Linked DNA regions of Mus musculus: region 2 is linked to region 1. Evidence: chromatin contacts called from public HiChIP or PLAC-seq data. All regions are on one chromosome and are shown on one strand. Each heading gives the region's core, a stretch centred on a gene start, on an enhancer-like site or on the middle of the called end of the contact. The rest is flanking DNA. Distances are from core to core; before and after follow the strand shown.

Region 1 (4,966 bases), core at 192-2,691:
TGGTCCCTCCTGTATCTTGTCCATTCCGGGCCAAGCTGGTCATTAGCTGTACCCATATCCAAGAAGTGTCAAGGCCCCGCAGGAAGTCATAGAAAATGACAAGGCCAGCCCTGAAGAATACAAATCTATGTACACAGAGCCCCTAATTCCTCCACCCGGCCAGTACTTTAAGCCTGGATGGCGGTTGGTGGGTCTCCATAAATGTCAGCATTCAAAAATGCTGTGAAGGAGGGAGCAGGCCTCACCCAGGATCATAGGGTGCTGGACCTAGAACATCTGATGCAGGTAGGAGGAAGTGGAGATCCAGACCCATTTTTCTTGTCATGGTTCCATTAAGTATCTATTGTGGACAAAAGAGTTCAGTCCTACAGAACTGCAATCTGCCCATGATCCCCAAACTGCATGTCAAGCCAGCCATCAACCCCGAATGCTGTCTTTCTCACAGTCTTTGAAGTGCCATGGAAGTTCTGGGCTTTTGTGGAACTTGTAAGTTGTGGTATTGGGGGTGCAACCAGTGGAGGGAGGAGGGAGTTATCACACCTACTCAGGTGTCCGGGGAGATCCCTGGATCCTAGAAACAACAACAAAGTGGCTTGAGCTGGAGGAAGCAGCAAACTGAGTAAGTCAGAGGGAGTACAGGCTCATAAACCAAAGATACAAAGATAGCTGTATTGACAGAAACACGTTACAGACATGGACTTCATCCTCCCGACTTGGTCCCTTCACCCCTTCAGAGTTGGGTTCCCTGGGATTGTCTAGGGAGAGGCTGTATTTTTCACTGACCCCAGGGCGACAGACTCAGGACTTTCTGCTTCTGCAATGCCAGGATTTCTGCCTCCAGGAGCCTGTTTTCGGCTTCCACCGTTAGAACCTCCTCAGAGGCGGCACTTAGTTTTTCTGAGATGAATTAAAGTGATCTGTCAAGCATTATGTAGTAATCCAACTTTAAGGGTTTCTGCACAAGCCTGGATTTGTCATCTGGCAATGGGTTTTCCTTCCTTGGGCTTACGTGCCTCCCATTCTAGTGGTGCTCTCCCTCAAGCCCTTTTCTCCTTCCAACTCTAGGACCATCAGTGTAGAAACCCTCTATGATAGACCCTTTCGTTCACCCTTGCGGTTTTGCGACCGCTGCAATTCCAGGGCTGACGCTTCCACTTGCAGCTGCAATATTTTGTCCAGAACTTCTGGGTCCCGGCCTCCACCGTGCACGTAGGCTTCACGTAGGATCCTAGCAAGAAGGCAGCAGAAAGCGATCTCCCAGACTGAACAGACTCCCGATCCTGTCCACCCAGGGCCGGGGTCCTCACCGGATCTCTGCAGCCAGCGTTTCCGGGTTGAACCGCAGGGGCAGGTAACAGAATTCCACTGCCCTATGGGTGTCCTGCAGTTTTCTGGCGCAAGCAGATGATGTCACTGACCCGAGCCCAAGGCCCCGCCCGCACTCCTACCAAAGCTGGGCCGGCAACTCACCGAGGCTGAAGCTGGAGCGCCTGGAAATGCGCACCTAGCGTTTGCAGTGCTCCCCGGGTCCGGTTGGCCTCTTCCTTGAGTTCTCTGAGCTCGCGCTCCAAGTCGAATGGGCGGGGTAATCCTCCCTTGGGTCCCGCCACGCTGTGGAGGCGCCGTTTTAATTCTGAGGGACAAATGGGCAGAGTCAGGGTGAGTCCGAGCACAGCGACAGGGCCGAGTCCTTACCTCTCACCTTCGCCGCGACGCTCCAGCGCCCGGCTCTGTGCTTCTGTTTCTGCCATGCGTCTGGCGCGGGTTCCCTGCAAGACTCGCAGCCTCTCCCCAGGGCTCCCTGCAGTCTGGGAAGTGAGACCCTCAGTCGCTCGGGGACCTATTTTCTGTAGGGACAGCAACTGCACCTGCAAATAACTCGGACCCGCTATTTCTGTACTGGGTGATTTCCAGCATGTAAATCTCTACACATGTAAAGTTGAAGTTTGTAGTCATGATTGGTGTGTACCTCCTCTGTCAGCCTCTTTAGAGCAGATGTGCTGGCTTCCTGATCACGGCTCTTTTCTTGTGCCATGATCTGGTGGCGGGGAGGCAAAAAACGTAAGAATAATGATTGATGGAAAACCTACCCCTGGCCACTGGCGGCCCTTACCTTGGTGCCTCGTTTGATCGCGACTGAAGGCTGTGATTTAAGTGTTACCTCCGGAGTCAGCCGGCCAATGCAGAATCGTTTGGTGTGTGTGGCCAACAGAGCCCAGGAGCGGAAAACCATATCACAGGATTCACAGGATAAAAGTCCTGATTCCCCTGAGTAATCGGCCATGGAATGGAATCTCTTATAGACACCAGCGTCCTACAGAGGATGTGACAAAAGAGAAAAGGCGGACTGGACAGAAAAGAGAGAAAAGGGACAAAGAATAGACCAAGTCTGCTAAATCGCCAGGTCCTTCAAATGTATGTTTATGTTTGGGGAGGTGCCCTAGCTCCCTGGGCAGCGAGTACAGGCTTAGGCAGGCCTGGGCAATGTGCCTGGCCACCTTTGGGTGGGGCCCAGGTGTGAAAATGTCAGTTTGTTCCACCAATTACAGTGAGTTTGGCCAAGTATTTAATTAACTGCGGCTTTGACTTCATTGCCTATTTAGCCTCTGATAGGCAACTGTCATCTGTACCACAGCTGTTCTCTAAAATGGACAGATTTCAAGCTAGAATTCTCCACTGTAGGGAACATTTCCGCACAAGGTAAACCTCATATTAGCAGTATGTCTTTGCATAAACCCATCTTTTACAGAATTAACACACCACACAATGGAATAGTCTTTCTAATTCCCATTCTGGGACAGGAATGATCTGAACCTTTCCAGTAATGAGAACTGGGAGACCCGTTGGGGAGAATACAATTTGTCAGATGGATACTACTTGTGAGTTAAACGAGCTCTTTCTGCTGGTCAAGTTATCGTCACCTTTACACAGATCTGTAAAAGCAACGTTCATCCTCATCTCCTAGGCGAATCTATGCCTAAAATGTTTTCAGGCTCTGAGACTATTGAATAAACTCACTCTAGCTCTTCCTCAAAGCTGGCTGACTCAACTCAGCTGTTCTGTCTCAAAGTCCTCTCTGAACTGGTTCAAACCGGCTTCTCTTAGCTTCTCATTGAAGTGCTCTACTTGGTGAAGCTGCCTCTAAACTACACTCAACTGAACTAACTCCAAGATGGATTTTCCCTGCACTGCTCTTTTTTTTTTTTTTTTTAAGATTTATTTATTATATGTAAGTACACGGTAGCTGTCTTCAGACACACCAGAAGAGGGCGTCACGGATGGTTGTGAGCCACCATGTGGTTGCTGGGACTTGAACACTGGACCTTTGGAAGAGCAGTCGGGTACTCTTACCCACTGAGCCATCTCACCAGCCCCCCTGCACTGCTCTTAAGTAGCATTTCTTTCCTGAGTTGGGCTTTGCCCATCTGTGGAGAGCTTTGTGGGGCCACTTGGCTGGGATTTGACATTAGGCCAGGACAAGGAAGTAAGCTCAGGCAGGAATCTAATTTGGCTAGAACAAAGTAGTAGGCTTAAGGCAAGAATTTTACTTTGGGCTAGGACAGGGAAGTAGGCTCAGATATCTTGGTCATCCTGATAAGCACTTAGAAACAGTGAGCTTGGGAGTTTTATTGTCTTGCTTATTCTCCAGCCTAGAACTGATCTTATTATTTGCATGTAATTAAAATGATATAAAAGCAAATTGGGGGAAAAAAAATAAACCTACTTCAGCCTCAGACCTTGCTGAGTTCATACTACAATGAAAATTGCCTTTTTTCTTTTTAATCCTCGCTCCTGAGCTGATCTCTCTGACTCATTTGGTCAGATATTTCTGATTCATCACACTAAGGGCATGTCTGTATCCAGCGAGGTCATACAGACATCTATCTTTTGGATGTGATCCTTTTCAAGAGCAAACATGTTCCCTGATTAAAATTCGTCTACACAGATCCATGCACCTCATTTCTGAAGCAGCCTTTCCTCAGTAAGACAGAGCTGTTAAGGTAGTTCTCTCCAAACATCCAAAGAGGAGCAAGTTACACGATGTTTATGTGCTCTGAAACATTATATAAAAGGCGAGCATTCTCTCCACTGCCTTAATAAACTGTTACTTCATAGATTTAAAAGATGCTTTTTCTTTTTTAGTGTATGGGTATTTTGCCTGCACGTATACCAACGCATTCAGTTCCCAATGAGGTTAGAATTGGGGTGGCTTAGGTTATGATTGCTAGTTGCATTTTGAACCGTAGCCAACTGAAAGAGCAGCTAGTTGAGTGCTCCATGGGGCCATCCTTCCAATTCCAGCAGATTTAGAAAAATGGGCTACATGAGCATTATACTGAAAGTGTTACCTTTTGTGGTGGTTTCAGGTAGTAAATCGAGGGCCTTGGCCATGCAATGCAAGTAAATGTTCTGCCAATGAACTATGACCTCCAGCTGCCAATTTCCTTAACATATCTTAACATTTAGCCTGTGCATGTATTTGTGTTAGCACAGGTAGGCCAGGTAAAGTATCATGTCAAGGGAGTCATTTGTCTACTTTCATCATGTGGATCCCAAGAATCAAACCGAAATCCTCAAACTTGGTGACATAAACTTAAGTTCACTGAGCCATCTTGGTGGCCCTAAAATGTGGAACCACAACCATAAAAACTGCAAAAGCCACAAGCGCTCCTAACCCACTAAGCCATCTCTCCAGCTCTTCATTCATTTTGTATGTATATGTGCATATCAAGTTCACATATACAACTCGGAGAACAAATTGTGGAAACCATTTCTCAACTTCCATCACCATGTGTTTCTAGGTATGGAAGATGTAAACACTTAGTGGGCAAGTGCTAACCCTACACGGAGTCATTCTCATTCCTCCATCTCCACTGTCGTCTTACTTCATTCAATCACCCCCATGCACCCATTTAATTAAGTAGGAAGCACTTGTCAGGCCTTCTTTAAAATATTCATATTGGTG
Region 2 (4,732 bases), core at 1,610-4,109, 260 kb after region 1:
TGAGATTGTCCTCCTCCTCCTCCTCCTCCTCCTCCTCCTTCTTTCTTCTTCTTCTTCTTTTTTCTTCTTCTTTCTTCTTCTACTTTTTCTCTTTCTCCTCCTTTCTTCTTCTTCTTCTTTCTTCTTCTTCTTCTTTCTTCTTTCTCCTTCTTCTCCTTTCTTCTTCTTCTTCTTCTTCTTCTTCTTCTTCTTCTTTCTTCTTCTTTCTTCTTTCTTCTTCTTCTTTCTTCTTCTCTTTCTTCTTCTACTTCTTCTCTTTCTTCTTCTCCTTCTCCTCCTTCTTTCTCCTCCTCCTTCTCCTCCTTTCTTCTTCCTCCTCCTCCTCCTTCTCCTTCTCCTTTCTTCTTCCTTCTTCTTCTTCTTCTCCTCCTCCTCCTCCTGCTCCTCCTCCTTCTTCTTCTTCAATACAGGGTTTCTCTGTGTACAGCCCTGGCTGTCCTGGAACTCACTTTGTAGACCAGGCTGGCCTCAAACTCAGAAATCCGCCTGCCTCTGCCTCTGCCTCCCGAGTGCTGGAATTAAAGGTGTGCACCACCACGCCTGGCTCTGAGATTGTCTTCTTATTTATTATTAAAAACATGTAGCATTTGATTTACTGTATTCTCTTCAGTTTCACTCCTTTGTTATTGGTTGTTTAGATATGCTCATAATTTTGAGCTTTCCAGTGTTGTGCCATTCAGATTTTTTTCTACTACTAACTTTGCAGTGAGTTATCCTCCTCTTGTACCCTATGCGTATTATTCTATTATTTGTTTTAACCTTTGTCTCTATAGTTTCATTCTTCTTCTTTGTGCTTTGTAGGTACTACCTCTAATCATTCTAGTTCTGTCTTTCTGAAAGTCCACCTCTGATCCCAGCACTTCTGGTGCTGGGTCCTTATAGTGAGATGTTGTCTGTGCATTTATGATGCAATTGAGCATTACATGGAGTGTGGAAGACATAAACATTGCAGATAAGATAAAAAAAAAAACCTGCATGTCTAGATGAGTTCCTGGGAGTAATGACCAGAAACTAAAGGTGCATTCTTGTTCTTAAAGGTCAGAGTAGGGAGAGCACAGAAGAAAAGAAGGAGGAAGAAGAGGAGGAAGAAACACTAGTGTCTTGGCGCCAACAGCAATAAGAACAAGTATTTCAAGTGGAGCTATCAGTGACATGAAGTCTGAGGACTGCCATTTGGATGTAGTGTGGTGTCAGTGTTGATATTTGGTAGCTGCTTTGATGGAATATTAGTGGCCAGGGACTGATTAGAGAGTCAAAAAGAAAATGGTAATACTAAGTGTAGAAACATTACTATAAAAATAGGAAGCAATATAACTCAGAGGTGTAAATCCCTTGCCTGATGTGAACAAGACCCTAGATTAGTTCCCTTGCACAAAAGGAGAAAAAGTTAGAAATGTAATGTATTGTGTGCTGATGGAAGTCATTCCATGTAGTAAAAACCTTGGCCATTCCTGAAAAGGGGCAATGTCTACCACAGTCCTTGTGTGGCTGAGATGAAATGAGATCTAGTATGTAAGCAGATTGACCTTAGCTAGGATCTCAGACAGTTATGTGCACTTTTGAAGGAATAGGGAGAGTGGGAATATAGCACAGACATTAGAAGGTATAGTAATGAGAGCTTATCTAGGTTATTTTCTGATTACTTCTCCTCCCTCTCTGAAGTTAAAAGTGGGATAATTATCTGAGAGCCTGAGGAGAGAGGGTAAACTATAAAATAGTGTCTTAAACCGATTTGAGAATAAACACAATAAAACTTTGGTCTGATTTTTATGCAGAGACAGTGGAATCAGTGGATCATAGGGTAATATGAAACTGGCCAGCCTCATTGTGTAGCATTCTCTAGAAACTTCTCAAGGCTGGGATGTTGAAAGATTATGAGGACAGTGAGGTCACTCTTGTCAAAAGTCATGATAAAGAGAATGCCATGAATTCAGGAATAACACTTTTTATAGTGAAGGTAGAGTGTAGTATGTTCTGATGACTTCAGAAAGCAGTCGTTTTTGATGATGTGATTTCAGACCTGGGTAGTTTTATGTCAAAGGAGAGAGAATGCCTAAAAGAGAAGATGGAAAGCTAACAAGGTATGCAGGTCCCTTGTCAGAAGCAGTATATGAAAGGAGAACTGCAGAGGAAGCTGCCACAAGTAACAGCCAACTTGAAACATAAGGACTGTATTAAGCCCATGCTCATTTAATAAGCTATCATAAAGCAAAGTGGTACCTTCTAAGATAGTTGTATAGTAAGCAAAGTTCAAGCCAAGGCAACATATCTGTAAGTACAAAAGAACCTGTTATAGTTAGAAAATAAAAATGCATGTCTTCATTATGTATGTTTCCAGATTATAAATTGAATTGCTAATTGAATTTGTTAAGAGGATAAAGTAAGTTATGGGAGAGCTATCCATTTTATAGTGAGTTAAGATATTAATATCTTGTGTCATTCTTGTACCTAAGATCTGTGGACTGTGGATGTTTTTATGAGGTTTGTAAGTCTCCTGAGCTTGTATTGCCAGTTTTACATTCATACTTATGTTCATTTTCCTGGAAGATGAATTTATGAAGTTTTCCAACGTTGTTTCTTAACCTAAAAAGAGAGTGTTTTTTAAGGCTTAAATCACAAAGTTGAAGGTCATGCTTAAATTTCTTTCTCGAACAATACAGAAAATAGGTTTAATAGGAATGCAAACAAAAGTCTAAGAAAATCAGAACTACATTATCCTAAAAGTGAGCACTTACCACATTAGCAAAATGATAAGAGAAACACTTTCTGGGGCTTGGAAAGGTGGGTTGTACTAGTTAAGAGCCATTGCTGTTCAAGCCATAGGAGAGGGCTGTAGTTCAGGTCCCACTGCTCACATTCAGTGACTAAAGGATTCAGTGCCCTCTTGTGGCCCCTGTGATGTATGCACATTTACACATAAACCAGTTTTTAAGAATGAAAAAAACACTATCACTTCTTTCAGCTTGCAACCTTTTTGCCACAAGTATATAATTATCTGATTAAAAATATTAAAGTTGCTAAAAGGAGTGCCACAGTTGGCAATTGGGAGACCAGTTAAAAGTCCATTGCCATTATCCGGGTATAAGAGGTTATTAGATGTGGAGAAATACATGAACACAGAAAAAACATAGGTGGCTAAAGCACTAGAATACAGTATCTCCTTATTTCCTGCTTGGGTAATGAGTGGGTAAGGATGCCATTAAGTGAGACAAGGAACACTAATAGGAAGAATAGATTTAGGACTCTTCTTTCAGAGTCCACATAGACAAAAGTTACTTATAAAGCTAAAAACAAAAAGATTGTTTTCATTAAGCGGTATTGGGACAGTTGAATATCCGTATCAAGAAACACTAAAAGGCAGGACTGGGGAGGTGGTTTAGTGGATGAACCACTTGCCAGGCAAGCATGTGGGTCCCCAGAACCCACATAAAAGCCTGGCAGGCCTTGCAGCTTGCCTATAATCTGTGCACTCCCAACACTTCCTATAGAACCTGGCTAGCTAGAATAACTGGAATCATTACATGCCAGGTTCAGCAAGAAACCCTACTTGAATAAGTGAAGTGGAAAGCAATTAGGGAAGACATGCACATCTACTTTGAGCCTACATATGTGATCAAGAGGCCTAGAGAGGAGGACCAAGAGAATGTGTGGCCAAAATGGCTATAATTATATAGGAGCCAGAAGCTGGGGGAATGGAAGCTCAGCCCCTATGCTGGAGTTTAGGGGAGGACCCAGGGTGAGAGGTTCTGGGGGAGTCAGAGGTACTGAATGAGACTTGACCCACCTTTCTTTGGGACCTGAATATAAAAAGATTAATAATTTGACTACTTGAAAATTAAGAATTTTTAGTTACCAAAAGATACTCCAGAGACAGTCAAAAGGCAATGAAATAGAAGATAATTGTGACTCATGTGACAAAGGGCTCTTGATTCAGGACAGTTAAGGAACACTTGTAAATAATAGTATAATTGAAAAATAGCTAAAGACACACCTAAAAAGATACAGTTTCATTAGTTATTGCCAAATTAAAGTCATAAAAATATTCTCTTCTTTGATGACTTACTGAGTTGAGTGGTCATGTGGGAGGGAGGGGGCAGTGGCCCTAATGGTGGGGATATAAATTGGTAGAACCATTTTGCAAAAAGATTGGCATTTTTTAAACATAAAATTGCAAAACGTACTAACTAAAACACAAAAGGCTGCTTCTGTAATTCCATTTTTATGACATGTCTAGGCTAGGCATTATATATTAACAGAAAGCCTAAAGGTTGCCAGAGGTAGAGGGGATTAAAGAATGTCTAAACTCAGGCTGATGTTGACCTTAGTGAGGAGGACAAGGGGTTTATTGGGAATGATTATGTAGGTGACTTGGGAAGGTAGCATTGTTTAACTTGCTATTTTCTACACAGGTGCTTGCTACATAATTGTGTTCTTTTATAACCAAACTGTAAGGGAAGCAGCTGTCTCAGGATCAGCTGAGTGCTTCTGGTTTGTATGTGGTAGTTGTTTCATTATAACTTAGTAGCATTACCCCCTTCCATCCACTAAAGAGCTTGGTAGAGCCCAAAAAACCTGTTCTGTGTGCTGCTACATTTTTTGTTCTTTAAAATATTAATGTTCTAGCGTGTTACTCTTCCTCCAAGTAAGTCTTATTTAAGTTACTGATGTTTTTATTCTGTTAGAAACTTTCAAATATTGACAACATTTTGAACTTTTTAAGGTAAAATAAGTA

The links. HiChIP or PLAC-seq counts read pairs in DNA pulled down with a chosen protein or histone mark.
Region 2: a contact with region 1 is called in an H3K4me3 HiChIP or PLAC-seq map of bone marrow-derived macrophages, with 3 times the contacts expected there. The contact joins the enhancer-like site here to the promoter of C530005A16Rik in region 1. A contact is called at or near these places in 13 of 39 promoter capture datasets (the 3T3-L1 cell line, 3T3-L1-derived adipocytes, the C10 cell line and 8 more), 3 of 15 datasets of contacts at CTCF or cohesin (the NIH/3T3 cell line, large pre-B cells and pro-B cells), 14 of 484 Hi-C or Micro-C datasets (the 63-12 cell line, the AML12 cell line, the CH12 cell line and 10 more), 19 of 115 datasets of contacts at active chromatin or transcription factors (the 230-238 cell line, the SCID.adh cell line, acute myeloid leukemia and 13 more) and 4 of 9 other capture datasets (adipose tissue, liver, macrophages and 1 more).

The regions. Positions count from the first base shown.
Region 1 is chr4:116,594,105-116,599,070 of GRCm38.p6, reverse strand. It overlaps C530005A16Rik (RIKEN cDNA C530005A16 gene), which reads left to right and starts at 1,441. Exons shown (of 3, transcript NR_029450.1): 1 at 1,441-3,229. Ccdc17 (coiled-coil domain containing 17) reads right to left here and starts at 2,341. Exons shown (of 13, transcript NM_001037916.3): 1 at 2,114-2,341; 2 at 1,970-2,038; 3 at 1,703-1,808; 4 at 1,471-1,633; 5 at 1,308-1,391; 6 at 1,110-1,228; 7 at 784-897; 8 at 444-571; 9 at 246-340; 10 at 1-110. The coding sequence starts at 2,284.
Region 2 is chr4:116,340,463-116,345,194 of GRCm38.p6, reverse strand. The region is part of intron 5 of Mast2 (microtubule associated serine/threonine kinase 2); the gene reads left to right. Among named protein-coding and RNA genes, the nearest start is that of Pik3r3, 120 kb to the right of the region's middle. Within about 2 kb of position 2,859, at least 3 of the 459 cell types and tissues checked have an H3K27ac peak or open chromatin away from gene starts, as enhancers often do. A contact at or near this core is called in bone marrow-derived macrophages, where this site is marked.